Linked DNA regions of Mus musculus: all the other regions are linked to region 4. Evidence: chromatin contacts called from public HiChIP or PLAC-seq and promoter capture Hi-C data. All regions are on one chromosome and are shown on one strand. The core of a region is the stretch at or near the end of the contact, and the rest is flanking DNA. Distances in the headings are between cores, read along the strand shown.

Region 1 (5,300 bases), core at 2,759-5,258, 290 kb after region 4:
GATGACATATAGCTGGCCTGAGAGAATTTCTGCTTACTCTCCTCAGGACTCTTCCTCACAAGCTGCCTCAGCTTTAAGCAGCAGAGATGGTGGGTGTGGTGGCATACACCTTTCATCTCAGCATTTGAGAGGCATGGGGCGGCTGAACTCTTGAGTGTGAGGCCAATCTGGTCTCATGCTGACCTCAACTTAATGAGTTCAAGACCAGCCAAGTTTACATAGTGAGACTCTAAAACCAACCAACCAACCAACCAACCAACCAGAACTCAAACAAACACAGTGACTGCCACCAGGGCCACATACTGTCTAGCTCTTCCTCAGATGGAGTCAAATGAAGTCTAAGGCCTGCCAGGTACTTCTTGGAGTTTTTTGGGTTTTTTCCCCCCATTATTTCTGTTTCTAACTTTGTCTCATACAAGGAGACAGGGAAGAGGAAGGCATCAGCACCCAAGAACTAAAGGAGCTATGACCCCAGCTTTGGTCATTCTAGGCTTTGTAACAAGCTAGCATTTCCCCTTGTCGCATACTGTGAAGAAGCTGAAGAAAACTGCAAGCCGGACGTCTTCCAAAACCCGCCCATGACAAGAGTCAGGCTCAGAAGCAGCTGCGGCGGGACGGGACAGGAGCTATCCCCAGCTGCCGGTGCGTGGCCTGCCTTCTTCAGAGATTCGAAGTGAGGGTATGCCTTCTCGGTGATTCAGGACACTCTCCGGTCCTTCAGATCCTTGGAGATGGGATGTGATCAGAGTCCCCTGCTTCCTCTGGCCTGTAGTCTTGGAATGGCGGGCGTCAGCGTCACAGTGGTGCCAGAGTTGTGTGGTCTGCACTCAGGTCTCGTCAGGCGGGGGTTCACTCTGTTACAGGATAGAGCACAGTCAGTCGGGTCTGAGGATCTGGTCTTATTCTCAGGTACCCAGGTATTTTGGGGGTGGGGGGAGGGGACAGACTAGTTAAGGTCTGGTGTCAGGTGGCTAGATACAGCCTGCTGTCTACACTGTGAGATCACTTTCCTGCTGTCTGTGTGAACTACTCCTAGCCAGACCCCTTGATGTTGCCCTCCTGGCTGAGGTCATCTACCTGTAACCCATAAACCTGCTATGTCCTGAGCCAACATTCTCTGTCCTTAGCGTTTGACCCAAACGGTCAAGTCTGCTGGCAGCCTGGCACTGCAGTGGAGGAAAGGGCAGAGGCATTAGTGGGTCAGAGGTCAAATGGAGCCTGCAAGCTGCTGGGTATGGGTCTCTGGCCTGTGTGTAAGGGAGGAAGAGGTGGCACACGGAGGAGGAGCAGAAGCAGCTGCAGGAGGCACTGCCTAAGTCCACCTAACAGTCTGCAAGTCACCCTCCTTGGAGAGCACCGGCGGTTTGGCTTGAGTTCGAGAGTATAACATGTTTTAAATTGAAGGCAGATGGACTAAGGAGAGGAGGGCTTGCTGTGTGAGGCTCAGGAGCCTCTGAGCCAAGGTCCTGTGTTTAGTCTTGTATTGTGCTGTGTTTGTTATGCCGATCAGGAGTGTCAGAAGTGCTGATAGAGCCTAAGCCTGGTCTTTGGAGGTTGCGGGCTTGGTCTTTGGAGGTTGCGGGTTTTGATGAGCAGCAAGAGAGCTTCGTGTTAGAGGGATCGGTGGCTGCCTCAGCTGGAGAGCACTGTTTGGGTGTGAAGAGTGGCAGAACTTTGGGTAGGATGACACTCAGAGCTTAGATCCAGGTGCTCAGCTTCCGTCTAAATGGATAACTGCTCTTGGCACTTAGATCTGCCCTGCCATGTTGTGTCTGCAAGGCTCGGGCCTACGTGGCTCACCTTCTAGTAGGGGTTTCATCTCTCTTTCCTGTTTGTTCCCCTACTTCCTGTTTCAGGCACCAAGCTGACAGGTGCCGGGCGGGATGGTGGCCTTGCTGCTGCTCACCCAGATGGTGCCACATGCCTTCACACGCTATGAAACTGCTGGGTTAGGTGCAGGGGTGGTGTGTGAGGTGTTCAGCAACAGGAGCAGAGCCACCCCAGAGGGCAGAGGTCACAGGGATGGGGCTGTGTCTGCTGCTTGGATGGCTGAAGCCAGCTGAGAGTAGATGGGATCACTAAGCTGTGGAGATGAGCGGCTGTGAGGTATAGTCAGGGAAGGGGAAGATGTGTATAGTTAGAGGAGGAGGGGAACTTCCTGCTGTGGTAGGCGTGGCCTCTGAACTGGCATTGTTCTGGCTCTCACCTTGTAGGTCCACAGGGGCAGCTGCTCTCTTGTAGCACCAGTCACTGTCTGGTACTCTGTAGATCAGCCCCCTGCCCCTCAGAACGTTGGACAGGGAGAAAGTATTTAGGGCTAACCTTGTTCCCACACATAAGCCATCACTGCAGCCACAGCTTGGTGGCGGGTTCAGATCCTGGTGCTGGGGGTGCAGGCATAGTCTCTCACTCCTCAGGGTAGGTGGAACGATTTTGTACTGTACAGGAGTCTGGGAAGATTTGGTAAGCAGAGGTCTCCTGTTGAGGGTTGAGGCAGGAGTGCAGGCTCCTCCTATTTGGGAAGTGGGTCTCTGCAGGGGTGAGAGGTTCCCCTCACATCCCACTGTGAGCTCTGCCCAGCTGATCCCTTATGTCAATACCTCTCATGCCAGACTCTCCTTAGAATCTGGGAGGTTGTCTTAATGGTTTGATTTAAAATTCATGACAAAAAGCCCTTCTGTTTTGAAGAATGGCGTGTATTTGAGCTCCTTGCGGCGGGCTGTGATGTTCCTGGGCGATGCGCTCTGTTTAGACTCTGTTTAGAACGATTTGTGGTCTGCTCTGCGTACGCTGCTGGGTGTGGGAACCTTTTTGAGGTGTGAGTTATTGGTGCTATAACTCACTCCTCGTTACTGCAGCATTGCTTACCTGGCATGAAACACAAGTTGTGTTGATGAGTTCTGATGGAGCCCCTGAATGCAGAGCTCTGTGAGGGTCCTGCAGCCTCAGCACATGCTGTGATGGGGAGGTAGGCACAGTGCAGCAGATGCTTCACACACATGCAGTTCTTGTCTCCTCTGCAGCTGCTCATGGCAAATCTGCAGGGTACAGGACTGGCCGCTGAGTTCTTTCTAGTGTCTGTGGAGTTGGTTCTCTGCCACAGGTGCTGCTGGTTCCCATATCCCACCCCCTTCTCACTCTTGCATTGACTGTGGGTGGGTTTGTGGGTATGCACATGGAAGCAGGAGTGTGGTTTCCTCTACAGTAGAGGAACTAGACAGTATCACTCTGTTTGTTGAGAGAGGGTCTTTCACTGGGACCTGAAGCTTGTCCGTTGGGCTGTGCTGGTGGGCAGCAAACCTCTGGAATCTGCCTGTCTCCACCTCCCCAGCATTGGGGTGGTAAGTGTGGGCCACCAGCCTGACTTTTTTTCATAGATGCAGGGATTCAAACTCTTTGAGCTGAGCCATCTTCTCAGCTCATGAGAACCCCCCACCCCCAGGATAGCTAGTGGCCTTGAATGGTCACAGCCACCCACCCTGGCATGTGTTTAAGTCAGAAGGAGTCTCCAGCAAGACCCCCTTCCTGAAGTCTGCAGCCCATATGAGCTAGTTCTGTTAACTCTGGTCCTGTACCCCTGCTCAAGTCCCTGGGAAATGGGGATGTTTGGGGTGCTGTCACGGCTTCACAGTGTGCTTGCTGTTCGTTTGTAGTCTGCTTTTAGGCTGGCTCATTTGGAATTAGCAAACTCGTCTCATGCTCAGAATAGATCGTGTTGCCAGGGATCAAAGCCAGAATCTGAGTGTGGGTATGCTGAGGCTGTTGCTGCTTCTCAATGCCCATCTCTCCTGTCCTGTTGCCTGCTTACTGCTGAGGAGCGAGTACAGCCATGGAACTCTGAGATGGAAGCAAGGAGTCCAGGCATCCCGCAGTGGCCACAGCGCCAATGCCAGCAAGTTCCTGCACTATGTGAATCACTTGGTGTCATAGCCTTGGGTCTAAAGAGGCACACACAGTCCCTGGCCCAAGGCTTGGTAGATGGGTGTTTCCTCTGTGACTGCCTGAGGGCAGAGACTAGCTGCGCGGAACAGGAGTGATTGCAACCCCAGGATGTGGTGAGAGCCTATCAAACAGATCTGTATGACCTTTGTGTACCTATTTGTGAAGTGGGCACAGATTAGGGTAGATGTCCCATGAGTGGCTTCTAGTGGCTTTTGTCCCCCACAGTTGTCTTAGTTACTTTTCTGTCCTATGAACAGGAATAGAATCACGACCAAGGCAGCTTATGAAAGACAACATCTGACTCGGAGCTCACAGTTCCAGAAGGTAGTACAGTTCATGGCCGTCAAGGCAGGAAGCATGGCAGCAGGCAGGCAGGCATGGCATTGCAGCGGTAGCCGAGAGCTTTACATGTCGAAACAGCAGCCAGGAGGTAAGTGGAGGTAGGGTTGGTGCCTAGGCTAACTGGGAATAGCATGAGCTTTTGGAACCTCAGAGCCCACCCCTAGGGACACACCTCCTCTAACAAGGCCACACCTCCTAACCTTCTCAAACAGTTCCACCAATGGGGAACCAAGGATCAAATATAGTAGCCTATGGAGCCATTCTTGTCCAAGCTGCCACAGCAGCCTGAGGATACTTGGAGACCTCTTAACTGTCTGGAGACACCTGAGTACCCCCACCCTCAACCCTATAATAAATCTCATTGCACTGGCCCGGTGGTTCACATGCCGGCAAAGGCACCTTAATTTCTAGCCCACGCTCTGTGTGCCGTGCGGTGTATATCATTGTTGGATCACAGGGCTGCTCCTGTCTTCCCTGGGATCAGCATCCCATAATTTAAGCTAGGGATACACTGGGCTCACACTTGGCTGCCAAGGATCTAGAAGCTTGCCATTTAACCCTACCGTGAGGGGAGGTGCCTCAGGAGACCAAGGTTGACACAGCCATTTGGCTTCCACTGGAAAGGCAGCCATATGAATTGCATGCCTATTTGAACAGGGAAGTCCTGTGCAGAGTCGGGCAGGCAGGTGGGAGCTTCTCTTCTGCTGTGTCCCCAGGGACTATGGCTGACTGTGGAATTCATACTCAAGTAGATACGGAGGTGTCAGCAGAGGATCCTGTTGTGTGTTCAGAGTTTGGTGGACCCCGGCCAAAACACCTCAAGAGTTCGTGGGACAGAGCAAAATGGCAGACCAGGTCGGGAGACTCAGGGACCAAATAGGAGGAGGATGGGCGTTGGTGGCTGAATCTCTAGTCAGGAAGGTAGAGAGAGATAAGGGCTCCATTGATCAGAGGATGCTCTGTGGCTAACCCTACTCCCAAGCAGTTCGCACTGCCCCAGAGGACATAGGGTCCTG
Region 2 (5,580 bases), core at 3,077-5,576, 370 kb after region 4:
AACAAAAAACTGCTGTACAGAGCTTGTACTTTGTCCATTTTATAGATGGAAACCATCCTTGAAATTGTTTAACTTAAATAAAGAGAAGATACTTTATAGATAATCCTCCGCCGCTGTCAGTCTTGGTCTCCACCAGGTGTGGGTGGCACCAGGCAGAGGGCTGGAACCTGGGTCTTGCTTCTGCCCACACTTCTATTTCTCATCGCCCCCTTAAAACACATCTCTAAGGCTGTGGATCCTGGACCTGATGTAATCGTGACAATTGTTTGCAGCGTGGAACAATTGGGCTGTGCTGGACACCTGGCCAGCCTCTGCAATGCTCTGCCTAAACTTGCCCTGATCCTGCACAAGCCGCTTCCTGTAGTCTGCCCTGAACACTTGGCCCACACTCTTTAGGTACCAAATTTCTTATACCTCGGTATTTAAAATGCACAGTCCTGCTCAGCAGCCATCTGGGGCTCCCCTACCTATCCTGGTCTCGTACATGTCTTCTACCACACCTTCATGTGACTGGCTACATACATGACCAGGGAAATAAACACTAGCCGGTTGTCTTGCAGTTTGACCATGATATGACAGTTAAGGGACTGGCCATCACACCACACTGCATTCACTTCATTATGTGAGACACCAAAAATTTGGCTCTGTGATCGTCTGAGAGACAAAGGCAGTAACTTATAACTTGGCAATGTTCCAGAGCCTTGGGGTATCTGAAGAGACTAAACTACATTTCTAAAAGGTCTAGCCTGGGAGCTAGGAGGAGGGTTCCAGGATGGGTGGTCAGGAGGCCCCTCTGGGAGTTAGACTTAGAGGCAGCTGCTGCATGGAGCTTTGTGAAGGGGTAGCTATGGGTGGTTTCTCTTGGGCATTTCAGTGAGGCCCAGAAAGGCACAGGCCTCTGAAGATCATGGGAGGAGCCCTTGGCTTGCCAAAGGATATCCCAGAAGGCCCCTTGTTACCTTTGAGCCGGAGAGGTCTCTTGGAATCAGGCCTCCTATACAAGTAGTTCAGATGTATGTGTTCCTTGTCTCGTAACAAGAAACCCAAGAGACCGGATTTCAGCTCAGTGCTGAACAAACTCCCAAGTCCCACCATGGCATAGGACAGTCACCTCTGATCGGGAGTCCCCTTGTCTAGAGGCAGGATATGGGTCTCAGGAGTTTGGGCTACCCTCGTGTGTCCTTGCCAGGGGCTAGAAAAGGAACTGTTTGCAGAGCCACACAGCCTCCTGTTGGAAGGGTTTGAGCCTCTGTAGGATGGATGGGGACCGTGATAATGGCTTTGAGAGGGTAGCTGCTGGCCTACTGAGCTCCTTCCTCCCCCTGCCTTTGGTGTCTCCGGTACCCTGCTCAGGGTTCTCGGGAGGGACTCAAATAAAAAACACATGGCAGCAGACCACAAACCAGTCATAGTAAACACCGTGACCTGCTTACTATCAGCACACTAGGTAACGTCACGTGGTCTCATTACTGTGTGTGATTCCAAAGCCGCAGTGAACGCAGAGTGAATGGAAATCTGCAATAATGGGTGGAATGAAAATAGCCGATTCTTAAAAAGAAAAACAGAGACCATACCGTACGCTGTCTGCAAGCTCCAGTCATGATAGAACAAAATAGTTTCAGGAAAAGGTCATGAAAAGGAAGGGAGGCTCTCAGAAGTATGTCGGTGTGGGTGGGAGAGTTCTAGTCTGAGCCTCAGCGCGCCCTCATGAGCGCCCCCGTGTGGCTGGTAGGACACCTGCATCTCAGCACCCCCTATTAGAGAATGTGACTTCCCATCTCTGCCTTTCAGAGAGGGGCTTGATTTTAGATAGTCTCTTGCCTGGGTACAAGGATGCTAGATGTGTCAAGCAGAAACTGGCCGGAGAGCGACAGATCAAGTGGGAACAACCGTCCTCCATATGATAGCACCATTTAGCCATCCAGTGACTCTGATAGAACAGGAATGTGACCTCTCAGGAGCTGGGACTCTCTCCATCCTGTGCATTGGTAAAGGAGCCATAGGTTCTCTGGCCCTTGGGTTCCAGAAACCCCTGGTTTCCAGGCCTGTGAACATGGGCTGAGCAAACAGCCCGGGTCGTCTCCATCTCCACGATCAGAGAAGCTGCCTGTGTGTAACTATTGGTCTGTTAGGAATCCCTGACACCAGAGAGTTTCAAAACACCCACGGGTACAGCCTAGAGCACCAGGCTGAGGGGCCTGGGTTATAGCTAAGTCATCTCTCCACCTTGGAACTGTATCAAAAGTGAGGTGGGTGAGAGAGAGAACAAGACCCCAGGAGAAAGAAGAGACTGTATGAGAGTGACCCTTGGCCGTGTTACAGTACCTATGTAGCGGGTACAAGGGCTGGGGGTTTGGGGATAGTGGGGTAGACCTACCCTAGGCCTAACTCCAGCTATGGACAAGGCAGGTACACGCTGACACCCTGAGTTCCACTCAGATCCAGTAAGAAGATGGAGGAGGAGGAGAGAGTCCAGTCTTTATACTGAGTTATCACATGTCACCAGGGTGCCACACACGAACAAAGGAAAGCTTGAGAGGCAGGAGTGGGTGGACAGAAAAGGATGTGGAGTTCCCATGTTAGGACTGGTTAGGACTGGCCAGCCCTGGAGAATACTTTGCCTCTAATTTTCACAACCCATAAAGTGTTTCCCTATTTGGCACTGGGCAAGCTCTAGCAAGCCAGCCATGAACCTGGGTGACTTGTATAGGTCACATGAGGCACCAGCTCTGAGACTGAGCCTGTCCTGGGGCAAGGGGAGGGCTCAGTGTTGTGCTCTGTGTGACAAGAGGTGGTGAGAAGATGGCAGTCCTCCAGGAGAGACCAGGGCAAGCAGCCCCCTTGTAGCAGCTAGCACATGGCAGTTCTCAAGAGCTGGAGAGCATCAGAGAAGGCTTGGGGATTCTGAGGGGAGAGCGAGGACCTAAAGAAACCTCAGTCAGTTTGGGCTTGCACACCAGACCCACTCCTTGCACACTAGACCCGCCCCTTGTACACTAGAATCACCCCTTGCACACTAGACCTGCCCCATGCACACTAAACCACTCTTTGTAAACTAGACCCACCCCTTGCACACTAGGCACACCCCTTGTACTCTATACTGCCCCTTGTACACTAGACCTGCCCCTTGCATATTAGAGCCACCCCTTACACACTAGAACCACCCTTTGACACTAGACCTGCCCCTTGCACCCTAGACCTGCTCCTTGCACACTAAACAACTCCTTGTAAACTAGAACCACCCCTTGCACACTAAACTACTCCTTGCTCACTAGACCCACCCCTTGCACACTAGATCCGCCCCTTAGGCCAGTCCAAAATGGGAACCCTGTGCTCACTTGCAAGAGGGGCATTGTGGGAGAGGTGAGTGAGGAGGGCATTGTGACCCTGTGTTACACCTAGTGGTCCTCCAAGGAGCAAAGACAGGACTGTGAACTCATGAACTTCCCACTGGAGACATTGAATATGCTCTTCAGCAAATTGGACAACCTTGCAGACTGTAGCTATTCTCATCTGCCTCTCGGGGACCTTCAGTGCCCTGGTGGGAGTAGAGGTGGGGCTGTCCAGGAGTCAGGAGGCACAGCCCCTTACCTGCTCGGCTGAATTCCTGTAAGTCAGTCATGGATGCTAAGCCATTTCTCCATGGCAGGAAGAACTGTGGGGCTAGATAGAGTTTTTCAAGAGAGCCAAGTTGTCTGGCTTGGGACGTAATAAGGTGCTAGGGAAAATGGTGGGCTTTGGGTGTGACTAGACCTGACCTCCTCCTTCTCATAGCTGAGCCACTAGCCTGCGTCATTGCCAATCTCCGCTGTAAACTGGAGGGCTGAGATTTGGGCTGTGCACAGCCCAGGTCCAGGTGAGGTCCTTGGCCTCATCCAGTGTCCCTGTGATGGTGGCTCAGCTTGTCCAGTCCCAAGGTTACACTTGCTACTCTTCTCCACTGTAGGCTCCCATCAGATCGGGGGTGGGGTGGGGGGGGAGGGCGGCATGACAACCTACCACCTCTCCCCGTCTCTAAGATTCAGTTGTCCTTCGGCACACTGTGAGCTTATCCTCTACTGGAAAATACGGTTGTAGCATCACGGACCCCTCAAGTGTCCCAGTGCCTCACAAACCTAGACACGGTGACCAGGTGAAGGACTGTGGGGCTCTGCAGCTCCTTTCCTTTCCCATCCCCGCCAGGTCACCCAGTTAGTCCCAGTGACCGTGTTGTTGCTGGTCTCACGTGGGGCTGTGTCTTCTATAATTCCAGCTGCCCACACTCCCCAGTCCACAACACTATTTGGTCTGTTTTGTGCTAATTTGAGGTTCTGCTGCCCTCTGCTGGCCAGACCGGGAACAGCCTCACCCAGAGGTAGGGACATTTCCCAGGAAAGAAAGGCAAAAAAACCTAGGTTTAGAAGATCATGGGATCCAGGTAAGATCAGGCTGTCAGATCTGTTGCTGTGTTGTTACCCTGACACTTTTGAGGTTAGACACAGCACCTAAACCTGCCCCTCTCCCAGGCCCAGTTCAGTCCACCCATTCCAGGGCAATAGCCTTGGATTCTTAGGTACCCTATACTCTAATGTCCTTAGAGGCCTCAGTGACTCCTTCTCAAGATCTTCAGATATTGTGCTTGGCTGCATGGGATCATAAAGGAATTCCCCACCACATACCAGCTTCCCTGAGCCCGCTCAGAATCAGACCGGATTGCAGAGACCGCACTGTCCTATTAGCACCTGGTACAGACACCAAGGTTACCGTGGGCTTCTTGGGTCAAACACCTACTCACTGTCTAGAGAGCTAACGGGCGCAGTCTCAGCAGCCCCTTGCCCCGCAGAACTGTCTCGAACACGTTGAGCTCAGGAGCATCCCTGTGGGGCAGCTCAGAGGTGCTGGCCCATATTTGCCAGGGTCACATAAGGTTTGCTCCAGGAACAAAGGCACTCAGCTTGTGAAGTAACACCTCCCTCCTGACCTGCCACAGTACCTCGGACCCAGTGACAGTGAGTGACAGCCCATGTGCCCCAAGCCTTGGCTTTTACTGTTAGTGCTCTGGGCAAGTGAGAGGTCTGGTTTTCTCCTCTGTGCTGATGAGTGTTCTTCTTACACCTCGGGGTCTGGGATTTGGTGTTCCTCCGTGGTTTGATTTAATGATAGTTGTAGTCTGCTTGCTTCAGGTGCCCTTCTCTCTCAAGGCAGCCACAGCCATGTGTTCCCATGAGCCCCAGCTGTGCCTTGAATGTGGTTTGTGCCCCCCAGCCCCACCCCAATCCCACCCCCACCGGACCCCAACCCTCTACATGCTCAGCTTCTGTTTGGAGGATCTTACTTCTGACCTGCATAGTCCAGGCTGTCCTCAGACTCACAATAAAGTTCCTTTCACCGTGTACTCACACATGCACACATGCGTGCACATGAACGCACGCACACGCACACGCGCACACACACACACACACACAGGGATGACAGGTATATTCCACCATGCCTAACTATGTGTTGAAATTCAGTGCCCACTGGGAGGCTTCAAGGGGACAGGACTTTAGTCCGACTGTCACCCAGTCAGGGCTCTGGAAGGGGGATCTGAATAGGCAAAGT
Region 3 (5,087 bases), core at 1,949-4,448, 340 kb after region 4:
GGGGAAAGGCAAGGACACTGGGGTTGTTTTCAGCTGTAAAGAAGGAGCCGTCATGCCATTTATAGGAAAATTGATGCAATCATATTAGGTGAATAAGCCAATCTCAAAATGACAGACATCACACGCTTTCTCTTATTTGCAGATCCTAGACTTTATATAGACTTTATATACATAAAATCATGTATGTATTTATGACAGGAAGGTAGAAATGAAGCCGTCTAGGTTGGAACAGAGGAGGCGCTTGGGAAGGGAGGGAGAGGTATATGGGAAACAGGCTTAACACAACTACATGTGTATATGAAAACTTAAAAAATAGTTTTTACAAATGAGTCTAAGGGTAGCTGCCTCAGCACAGCCTGGGGCTCTTTGCCTGGCCTGCTTGGTTACAGGTTACAATCAGTGTTCCGCAGAGCCAGGCACCTGCATGTGACTCAGCTCTGGGTATCCCCGGTGAGCCTGCTATCCCCTGGCCAGGTCCGGCTTTGTGATGGTGGTCAGCTGTCTGTAGCTTTCCAGCAGCTGCTCACCCTGGATGCCAGCTCAGGAGTGGGGAACGTGTTTCCAGCTCTGGCTTGGCTAGCACTCCGGCCACACAACAGGCTAGATGACTGTTCCAGACACTTTGGAAACATTGTATCAATTGCCAAGGCAGCCACTGAGATGACAGATCTGTCTTCCCCCAGCTGAGAGGAACTGGGGGGGGGGGGGGCGAATTCAGGCTTCCAGTGAGCCACTGCCTCTGCTCAGGGCCTACATCCTCCCAGTGTTCCTGTGAAAGCAGTCCTCACTGCACTTCCGTGCCCCAGCTGGGAAGCTGAAAGATCTACCTTAAGTTCTTCAGGGTTTTGAGACTTCTGATTGTTAGCATGCTGTAGAGACTCACACGTCGTCCGGTGAGTGGCAAAGGCAGAAATCAGACCAGCCACAGGGCTCCCAGCTACGTTATCTTCCCACCTCAGCAGCAGGAACAGACCTCAGCTCAGGACAGAGTGGGGCACATCTCACTGTCTTCACAGAGCCAGGAGGCTGTTCCCTGTTCCCAGTTCCTCTTGGCAGAATATAGAACTCCCTACATCTCCAGGTGAGGACTAAATTCATTCAAGTCAACTTGGTTCTTTATATGGGGTAGCCTGGTCTATTCCAACTCAAGGTGTCAGAACCGCAGGCTAACCCTGAAGCAGAAGGAAGTGGGGGAGGGAGGCAAAGTGAGCAACCCAGAGGAAACAGAGGACTGTGTGCAGCTTCTCTCAGATACGCCCCCAACGATCTGTAACAAAACCAGAAACCTCTGATAGGTTGTGTGTTCATGAGACACCCAGAGCAGCTAAGATAATAAGACAGTTGCAGGTACATGTCTACGAAAAGAAATGTAAATGGAATAGATATTTTTCTAGGAAAATATTACCAAAATCACTCAAGAAATAGAAGGCACGAGCTGGGCATGGTGGCACACACCTGCCATCTCAGCTCTCAGAAGGGGAGAAGTGAGAGGTTGCGAGGCCTTGGGCTTGCGGTGGGGTGAGATGAGAGCAGGAGCGAATCACGGCAAAGGGTGAAGAGCGTGGAGTGACTCAGTACACGGTTACCGGTGCTCCTTACTCCTTGACGGAGACTAGGCAGGGACAGTGTGTGTGTCTGCTCCTACGTGGGAACCTGACCACAGCAGGGTGGTGTGGCAAAGCTGTGTGCCCAGGCGAGCAGCGACTATGTGTCCTCTCCGTCAGCTGAGTCCTCGGAGGTTGATACCATGCTGTTTAGGGATGTATATATGCCTTTTCTCTGTGTGATTAGTTAAAAGCATACCTAGGAGTGACAGCGCACCAAATCTGGGTTAGAGGTTCCCTCTCCCGACACTGGGGGTTGGAAAGGGCCTGAAAGGGTGGTAACTGTTGCCTGTGAGCTGCCGTAAAGACAGGACCACAGAGTGAAGGCCCTCCTGCTTGTCACTGTCCCTACACGGGCCAGTGAGCTACATCACTAATGTCCTGGTGTCTGTCTTAATTAGGGTTTCCATTGTTGAGAAGAGACACTATGACCAAGGCAGCTCTTAGAAAGGACAACATTTAATCAGAGCTGGCTTACAGGTTCAGAGGTTCAGTCCATTATCACCAAGGCAGGAACATGGCAGCGTCCAGGCAGACATGGTGCTGGAGAAGAAGCCAAGAGTTCTACATCTTGTTCTGAAGGCAAACAGGAGAAGACTACTGTCTTCCAGGCAGCTAGGAGGAGGGCCTCGAAGGCCACCCCCACAGGGACACACATCCTCCAACAAGGCCACAAGTAGTGCCACTCCCTCTCCCACGGCCAAGCATATTCAAACCTATGAGTCTATGGGGACATTCCTAGTCAGACCACCACAGTGTCACACGGGGTGAGAAGAAACCCAGGAACCCTCATCACCCTTCTGACCGTATCGTTGCTAGGACTTGACCCTCCCCTTGGGTATGTACATGTTCTGGCCGGTTTCTTCCTGTGTATCCTCAGCTTCACCTGTGTGATGCCCGTGGATAACGCCAGGACCAGTAACATGTATTACTGGCCACAGTGACATGTATTAATCCCTGCAAATGACCCAACGGCATTTAGGATCATCCAGTGTATGTCTGCAGCATCCGTCTGTCCCTGGGAGTCAGCTGGAGCTTTGATTTAATGTCAGAAATAGGAAAGCCAAGAGAAAGGAAAACCTTTTGTGTGTGTGAAGTGCGAGGCACATCCAGGAGAGGCAGGATCCTTCTGGAACTCTTTAGCTAAACTAAGGGTTTTCAAAATCTTTTAATTTGACTTTTTAATTTCCATACACACACACACACACACACACACACACACATTGTATTTATGTAGTTTTCCCTAGCCCCTCCCCTGTCCTCTCTCAAATCCATGGCCTCTTTCTCATTATTGTTACACACACATACACACACATGTATATAAATACAACCTGCTGAGTCTATTTGGTGGTGTGTGTGTGTGTGTGTGTGTCTGTATGTTATCTTTATGTGTCTGACTTGTCAAGTTGCCATTTTAGTGGACAGGAAGCTTCCAGAATGACAGTGCCAGTACCAAGTCTTTGGAGCCTCTAGTGAACCAGGGCCCAGAGTGGGCTTCTGCGTGTGTCTGGGAGAAGAGACTCCAGCTGCCTCGTTCTCTTGCTGTTGCTCGCTCTCCATCCTGCTTGGCTGGGAGGAAGCACCCTACAGCTGATGGACTTGTAGCAGCTGCCACCCTGGTTCCCACTGCCTCCAGAGCAGCTAAGACTGGCTGACAGGGCCAAGCAAGACTCTTTAAATGCAAAATTAATTGCTTCTCTTTTTAAAGCGGTTTGGTTCCTCCGGGGCCTCATCTGGGTTGAGTGTGGGGCTTATCTGGATCTGTGCGCACACTCGCTCCACCCGTGGGCTGTGAGAGCCTTCAGCTCGCACTCCTTAAGAATGGGATCTCGCTGAAGCTCCTGAGTGCCCAGACCTGAGCCTGAGCCTTAGGAATATGCAGAGGAGTTTTAATAAAACGCTGTGTAGCAGCAGCCTGCTTGTTCCAGCAAATGCTTCCAGAGCCCCAGGAGACTTCCAAAAGCTCCTGGAAGATGAGCTTCCTGCAGAGACGAGGAGAATGAGAGACTGGGGCGTGATTGGATGGGCCCGGAATCCAGCGCTCTGAGAGTGAAAAATGCTATCCATCTTCTCACGGTCCCACTCGGCCCTGTGGGTCCCTGGAGTCTCCCAACCCAGGTCTGCTGGCTCAGTCACTCCTGGGCTACGTGGGGACCCGGGTACAGAGGGCAGTGAGCCTCGAAGCATGGAGCCTCTCCCCCTTACAGCATTACAGATTGGCCTCTTGACAGTGAAGCCATTTGGTAATTTGTTTACAGTTGAAACTTGATAGATTCTTCGTTCATCTACCTTCCTGCTAATTTTTATCAATTGGCTTGTCCATGAAGGCTCGTCTACAGTGAGTGAGATCAGATGCTAACTGTAGAATTCGTTCCCTGACTCCCCACAAACAACTGCTATACAATTTTTTGTGTGTGATTAATTAAAAAGAATGTACTATAATGACTAAAATTAACCGACGCCCCTTCTGCAATTGCAGCCCTAATTGCTTTATAATTGTGCTGCTTTTCTTGCTGCTGCTCACAGACTGCAGGGCTGGGCTCCTCTCGACAGTCCTGGGGAAGCACTCATCTCGGGGCACCTGCCTTGCCCTCTCCACACCTCTCTACTGGTGTCCGGCGGCTGCTATGCCAGCATCCAGCTCACTGCTCAGCAGTTGAGTGTTGAGCCCTGACTGAGCTCCAGGGTTCTTCCAGAATCCACCTCCTTTCCCACTGATTTCCATTCAAGATAACTGGGGGAATCTGATGAGCTGCAGGGTAAACTGAGTCTTCGGTGTGTTGGACCCATGGAAGGCTCTGCCACTTGAAGAGATGATAAGGGCAAGGAGGGGTCCAGAGGCAGGGACTGGATTTGTGGGTTCCCTCCTCTTCAGTACGCCCTGTCAACCCGGCTGCTCTGCTGGGCTCCTTCTCAGTCTGGTGTCACTGGCATCACCATTGGCCACTTGGGACTCTGGCTGTACTCAGACACAGCTGACAGTGTCCCAAGGCTCTGACAAGGTCTTCACCCTCCTAGGGGAGTTGTGTAGAGACTCTGGGACACTGCTCTCTGCCTGCATCCCCAGAGTGGCCTGGAAGAGTCCACGTGAGTTCTGCTGAGCTGGGTCTTACTTTACTGAGTATTTTGACCATGTTATACTTGTTATCCTCATCAGAAGAGGCGTGGCTTTAAAACTGGTCTTCATTGGCTCAAGTGTAAGGCGTCCACAGTCAACGCAGAGGCCCTGTGCGGCTTGCCATCTTTGCAGGCCTAGGTTGTTATGGCCCTGTACGTGAGACAGGCCTAAGGTGCCTGCCCACCTGCCAGTCCGGCTTCCATGACACAGCCTGCTCCTCTGTCACCAGGTTACTGGGAGAAGGCCTGGCAGGCAGTATGAAGGACGGCAGGCAGTGGGTCCTTTGATACTGTGAGAGCCAATCACCCAATAGGCACCTTGCCTGTTGTAGGCAAAGCTCAAGGTAAGAAGAAAGCAATGGCTGG
Region 4 (5,738 bases), core at 1,042-3,541:
GCAAAGCCTGATTCTCCACAACTTTGAGATCTTAAGTTTCAGAAGCAGAAGCCTAGGTGCCTGCCTCAGCCCCTCACAGCCTGCACACAATTGCCCAGAGTCTCAGGCTCCTCCGTGCACACTGTCTGCTCCTCCCTGTGCCCTCCCCCACTTCCCATGGACATCTTTTAAACCTGGGTTTGGTGGCTCACACTTATAATTCCAGCACTTGGGAGATGGTCAAGAAGATCAGGAGTTCAAGGACATCCTCGGCTACATAATGAATTTGAGGCTAGCCTGGGCTACATGACACCTGTCTCAATAAAACACAGAGGAGGGGGCTGAAGAGATGGTCCAGTGGTTAAGAGCAGTGGTTGCTCTTCCAGAGGACCCAGAGTTCAGGGTTCAATCCCTACTACTCTCACATGGCAGCTCACAACTGTCTATAACTCCAGTTCCAGGGGATCTGACATCCTCACACAGACATACATGCAGGCACATAATATAAAACAAAAATAAATGTTCATATGATGAAAGTAAATAATTCATTTAAAGAGATTAAGGAAAATACAGAGGGGAAAAAAAAAGCTTACAGGATAGCAAAGAAGACAATGACTTTTTCCATTGAAATCCACAACCATTGTAAAATCTGTCTTCTTTTACTAAGGTCACAACAACTTCCTGATTCTCGTAGATGGCAGTCCCCTGTGCCCTTGCTCCACAGGCAACCTGCTCCATGCCCAATAGCCCCCAAAGAGAGTAATTTGTACAGCAAGGGACCCAACAACCTATTTGAAGTCCTGCCTGTTTCAAGAACTGTGTGGCAAAGTCTTTCCTTTTTGCAAAACCCTCATGCCTATCCCATTTCATCTCTGATCCAAACACTTCGCTGCCTGCTAAGCAGGGATTCCCAGGAGCAGGACTCCATGTCAGCTTCCCAAGGTAATCGAACCCACAGGAGGAGGGCACAGTTCATATTCACAGAAGGAATGGAGATTTAGAGCTCTAGCTCTCAGGATGGCTCTGCTCCAACCAGCCTTGCCTGCACCGACTGCCAGACATGTGGGAGTTACAGAATATTGTCACTTAGACCCAGCCAATTCTGATTTCTCTTTAAAAGCCATTTGTCTATCCGGCTGAGTTACTGTCTAGTTCTTTTATGCTGTGGCCAGTGCCTGGTCCTGACCAAGTCACCACTTAGGGAGGTGACAGCCAGCACAAAGCTCACAGTGATCCACTTCATTCTGGGAAATTTTGGTGGTTGCTTGATACTGTGTAACCCTAGCGATGTTATTATTATTACTACTATTATTATAAATGTATACTATAAAGTAGACATGATTTTGGCAAAACTCCTGTTTTTTTTTTTTCTTAAAGGAGGAAACTCTAACTTATTCAGAGAATGCCCCAAAGCAGATGCTGACAAGCTGATAGGGACCAAATATTCTAGTAATAGGCTCAGATGGGGAGTGCCAGCCAGCATCCATAGCTTTCCAACAGGTGTCAGCAGACTTGATCGCCCTTGTCAAGGCCAAGGCCAGGCCGAGGCCCACCGGCCGCCCACTGGCCCACTAGTACCCCCAGGTTCTTACCTGACAGTCTCCCGCGCTCGGGGCGCACCAGCCCTAGGAGCTTCCATACTTCTGAGCGCCCGGTCGCCGCGGGACGCCGCTGCGAGTCGTTCCCAAGGTCTCGCACACCGGTGGCAGCTGCACCCTGGAGCCTGGCGAACAGGGGATGTGCGGCGCGGGGTCCTGCCAGCACCCAGCACCTGCGGGCCCCCGAGGAGGTGGCCCACTGCCCCACGCCGCCAGGCAGCCCGGATAGGGGCGCGGGAAAGCGGAGGCCCGAACCCGGCTTGTGGATCAGAGAGGTCCACGCGCGTACGAGCGGGGTCCATTCAGAAGCCAGCCATATCCGAGAGGAGACGGCCGGGGCCCACGCTCGCACGGCAGGGCCCCGACGCGGAATCAGCAGTAGCGCCCTAGCAGAAGGGGCGCGCATGGCGCTGCGTCTGCCCGGACAGTCTCACCAACCGGCCGGGCCGCACGCCCCGGGACCCTCCCCGCCCGGCCCGAGCACAGGGCGGGGACGCAGCAGCGGCCCGCCCCTCCCGCCCCATCGGGCCAGCGCCCGGGCCGCGCCTTCCGCCGCGTAGGGTCCACCCCTGGGCGGCGACCAGCCGCTAGCTCCCCGGCAGTGCCTTGTCCGGCAGGCAGTCGCCAGCGCCTGCGCCCGCCAGCCGCACGCGGAAGCTTTTTCGCTCTCCTGCGCCCTCCACGACTTGTGAACCTGGAGCGTCCGAGCCCTTTCTCTCGCCGGTCACTGGCGGAGTGCGCATGCGCGGCACTCAGGTCGCCCCTTACGACCTGAGTCTCTTGCTTGAGACCTTTGGGTGCCTTCGCCTTCGTGCGGTCGGCAGACCAAGGAGTCTCCACATCTTGGAGAACTGTGCAATGCAGGAGGTGCCGCAGAGGCCCGGAGAGTAGAAGTGACCCCGAGAGCAGTGGTCTTAAGGACGGCAGGCCGGGAGTATCCTATGGAGGCCTAGGTTGAGGAAGGGGGAAGAGTTTGTGGACTCCTAGATAGTTCACTCGACCAGAGCGAATTCAGCCGCACACGCTTTTAATCCCAGCACATAAGAGGTAGAGACAGGCAGATCTGAGTTCGAGGCCAGCCTAGTCTATAGAGTGAGTTCCGGGACAGCCTGGGCTACATAGTGAGCCCTGCCTTTAAAAAAAAAGGGGGGGGAGGTTGCAAAACAACCTCAACACCAGTATTTTAGTTCAATATATTCCTAAAACCCAACACGAATGGGGGGGGGGAATCAAGGGACAAAACATCAGACTTTTCAAATGCATAATACCCCAGTTCCAACCCTGGAAAAGTCATTTATTAAAATAGGGAGTGGGAGGGTAGTGCAATGTTCAGTTCAGGAGCACCAGGTCCCTGAGTCCACACAGATAAAGGAGAGAGAGGGGGAGAGAGAGAGAGAGAGAAAGAGAGAGAGAGAGAGAGAGAGAGAAAAGAAAGGAAACCAAGCAGTTAGCAGCTGGTTGTAATTTGTTTATCTGCTTTCTGTTTTGTTTTCCTCATGTTTGGCCCAGACATTGAGCACTCCTTGAATCGAGGCAGAGGCAGGTAAATGTGGATCTATTTGAGTTCTAGGCCAGCCTGGTCTCATAGAGAGTCCCAGGATAGCCAGGGGTTACATAGGAAAAAAACCTGTCTCAAAAAGCCCAGTAAAAATAATAACATAAGAATCTTTCATATTTGTCTGGCTCCTGAGATCTCAGCATCGTTGTATGTTTTCCACACTCAGACAAGGGCCTCACCTACATGTGAAGTTACGAGGTGGAGGGGGTGAACAACACCGTGAGTGAGGTTAAGTCTGCCTTGAGCAAATTGGAGATGTGGGAAGCAGGCATGTCCTTTAAAATCCAGCCCTGAGGCCCAAGAAGACTTGAGTTTTCTTCCCATCAGTGCAGGAATTATAAGCCCCAGGGAGTCACAGTGTGAACTACACCCCAGCCACACTCAGCAGGACCCAGGTTCCTGCCCAAGCTCCAGGAGCACTTCCTGTTCCTTCCTCTTGGACCCCAGCTGAGCATCGTTAAGGAAGGAATGGCCTCCAGGCTGGCAAGAGTAGCCACTTTCTGAAAATTATTGTTATTATTTTTTAGATTTATTCATTTATTATATGTAAGTACACTGTAGCTGTTTTCAGACACCTCAGAAGAAGGCATCAGATCTCATTACAGATGATTGTGAGCTACCATGTGGGTGCTGGGATTTGAACTCAGGTTTCTGTTTGTTGGGGTTTTTCTGTTTTTTGTTTTGTTTTGGGTAAGGGGGTTTTGAGTGATCCTCCTGCTTCAGTCTTCCGGGTTCGGGGATTACAGGTACTGCCATCCTGGAGGCTGAACCAGGAAGATTGCCATGAGTTCAAAGCTAATCTGGCCACAGAGAGAACGGTAGGCCACCTAAGACACAACAAGACCCCATCTCAAAAACAAAGAACGAAATGAAGGCCTATGAAATGGCTTGGTAAGTGAAGGTGTGTGCTGCTGAGCCTGAGGTGGGTCCCCAGAACCCACACAAGCAAGGAGAAGACTGACTCCAACAGCTTGCTCTTTGACCTATGCTAAGGCATACTCACACCCACACAAGTACACACACACACAAATAAATAAATAAAGATATAATGAAGAAAAAACTATTGAACGGATAAAAAAATTAAAAACCAGAGAAATAACCTGAGAATAATTATCCCTACATAGGAATCTTAGACTTGAACATACACAATGAGACTGCTCTCTGAACTGCCGCAGCTCAAGCCTTATCCCAGCAGTGTCTCAGGCCGACAGGTAGCATTGCTGGCTTTGTCACCATTCCTCAGAAGGGTTGAAGTTTGGTCCCTTCAAATGGCTCTGTTGAAGTGCTAACTCCCAGTCAGGAGCCAGAGGATTGCAGATGCGGTTTTACTTAAGATGAGACAGATGGGGGTTGGTGAGATGGCTCAGTGGTTAAGAGCACCGACTGCTCTTCTGAAGGTACTGAGTTCAAATCCCAGCAACCACATGGTGGCTCACAACCATCTGTAACAAGATCTAACACCACTCTTCCGGAGTGTCTGAAGACAGCTACAGTGTACTCACATATAATAAATAAATCTTTGGAAAAAAAAAAAAAAGATGAGACAGATTGGGGGCTGGAGAGATGGCTCAGTTGTTAAGAGCACTGACTGCTCTTCCCGAGTTCAATTCCCAGCAACCATTTGGTGGCTCACAACTATCTGTAATGGGATCAGATTTCCTTCTTCCGTTGTGTTTGAAGACAACTACAGTGTACTTATATACACAAAATAAATAACTCTTTAAAGATAGCCAGATTAATCCCAGCACTTGGGAGGCAGAGACAGGTGGATTTCTGAGTTTAAGGCCAGCCTGGTCTACAGAGTGAGTTCCAGGAGTTACAGAGAAACCCTGTCTCGAAAAACAAAACAAAACAAAACAAAACAAAACAAAAAGAGTAGAAAAAAAATAAAGATAGCCAGAACATGGAGGAGTGGCGCTTACTAGTTGTCAACCTGCCTGTCCTCACCTTGTGACAGTAACAGCAGAGATGGTTATGCAGCTGCAAGCCAAGGGGAAACAGACTGCCAGCAAGTCACAGAAAGCTGTGAGGAGACAGGAAAGACTACCCCTGTGATGCTTTGTGCCCGACTTCTGAGACAACAGCCTTCTGTGGTAAGAAACTGAGTCTGTGGTACATCATTATACCAAACCTAGCTGACCTACTCGAAAAACAACATACACCTGTCACCCCAACTGCTTGAGAGGCAGAACGGGAAGGACTGCCCAAGTACATGAGTTTGAAAACAACTGTGGCCTTATATCGCAAGACCATGTCTAAACATATATGCATGAATGAGCTGGTCACAGCAGCTCACACTTGTAATTCCAGATCTTGGGAGGCTGAGGCTGGAGAACTGTTGTGAATGTCAGCCCAGCCTGGGCTACAGAAACAAAAGCCAGGCATGGTGCCACAGGCCTTGGATCTCAGCACTCCTAGTACTCAGGCAAAGCTCTGTAAGTTCAAGGCCTGCTAGGTCTACACAGTGAGACTATGTCTCAGAAAGTAACAACAAAAACAAAACAACAATAAAGAAAAGCAGTAAGACAGCATACCCACTTCTACAGGGTTACAATATTCAGGTGCAGTGTTTTTGTACTTTTGTTTTGTTTTAATTATTCAGA

The links. Promoter capture Hi-C pulls out the DNA fragments that hold promoters and counts their contacts. HiChIP or PLAC-seq counts read pairs in DNA pulled down with a chosen protein or histone mark.
Region 1: a contact with region 4 is called in a promoter capture Hi-C map of hippocampal neurons, with 2.1 times the contacts expected there. The contact joins the enhancer-like site here to the promoter of Abcb10 in region 4. A contact is called at or near these places in 2 of 39 promoter capture datasets (hippocampal neurons and neural stem cells), 4 of 115 datasets of contacts at active chromatin or transcription factors (the 230-238 cell line, bone marrow-derived macrophages, embryonic fibroblasts and 1 more) and 1 of 9 other capture datasets (adipose tissue).
Region 2: a CTCF HiChIP or PLAC-seq map of the NIH/3T3 cell line shows a contact between it and region 4, with 9 read pairs. The contact joins the enhancer-like site here to the promoter of Abcb10 in region 4. A contact is called at or near these places in 10 of 39 promoter capture datasets (the 3T3-L1 cell line, 3T3-L1-derived adipocytes, cranial neural crest and 6 more), 5 of 15 datasets of contacts at CTCF or cohesin (the NIH/3T3 cell line, embryonic stem cells, large pre-B cells and 2 more), 5 of 484 Hi-C or Micro-C datasets (CD4 T cells, bone marrow-derived macrophages, cortical neurons and 2 more), 29 of 115 datasets of contacts at active chromatin or transcription factors (the NIH/3T3 cell line, T-cell acute lymphoblastic leukemia, acute myeloid leukemia and 18 more) and 3 of 9 other capture datasets (adipose tissue, embryonic stem cells and liver).
Region 3: an H3K27ac HiChIP or PLAC-seq map of large pre-B cells shows a contact between it and region 4, with 4 times the contacts expected there. The contact joins the enhancer-like site here to the promoter of Abcb10 in region 4. A contact is called at or near these places in 3 of 39 promoter capture datasets (hippocampal neurons and liver), 1 of 484 Hi-C or Micro-C datasets (nephron progenitors), 11 of 115 datasets of contacts at active chromatin or transcription factors (DN3 thymocytes, acute myeloid leukemia, bone marrow-derived macrophages and 8 more) and 2 of 9 other capture datasets (embryonic stem cells and liver).

What each region holds. Positions count from the first base shown.
Region 1 is chr8:124,271,858-124,277,157 of GRCm38.p6, forward strand. All of the region lies in intron 1 of Galnt2 (polypeptide N-acetylgalactosaminyltransferase 2), which reads left to right. Among named protein-coding and RNA genes, the nearest start is that of Galnt2, 43 kb to the left of the region's middle. Within about 2 kb of position 4,009, at least 77 of the 459 cell types and tissues checked have an H3K27ac peak or open chromatin away from gene starts, as enhancers often do. A contact at or near this core is called in adipose tissue and hippocampal neurons, where this site is marked.
Region 2 is chr8:124,345,620-124,351,199 of GRCm38.p6, forward strand. Galnt2 (polypeptide N-acetylgalactosaminyltransferase 2) reads left to right here. Exons shown (of 16, transcript NM_139272.2): 16 at 1-103. Among named protein-coding and RNA genes, the nearest start is that of Pgbd5, 86 kb to the right of the region's middle. Within about 2 kb of position 4,327, at least 16 of the 459 cell types and tissues checked have an H3K27ac peak or open chromatin away from gene starts, as enhancers often do.
Region 3 is chr8:124,318,238-124,323,324 of GRCm38.p6, forward strand. All of the region lies in intron 3 of Galnt2 (polypeptide N-acetylgalactosaminyltransferase 2), which reads left to right. Among named protein-coding and RNA genes, the nearest start is that of Galnt2, 89 kb to the left of the region's middle. Within about 2 kb of position 3,199, at least 19 of the 459 cell types and tissues checked have an H3K27ac peak or open chromatin away from gene starts, as enhancers often do. A contact at or near this core is called in embryonic forebrain, forebrain and hippocampal neurons, where this site is marked.
Region 4 is chr8:123,980,831-123,986,568 of GRCm38.p6, forward strand. Abcb10 (ATP-binding cassette, sub-family B (MDR/TAP), member 10) reads right to left here and starts at 2,292. Exons shown (of 13, transcript NM_019552.2): 1 at 1,572-2,292. The coding sequence starts at 1,983.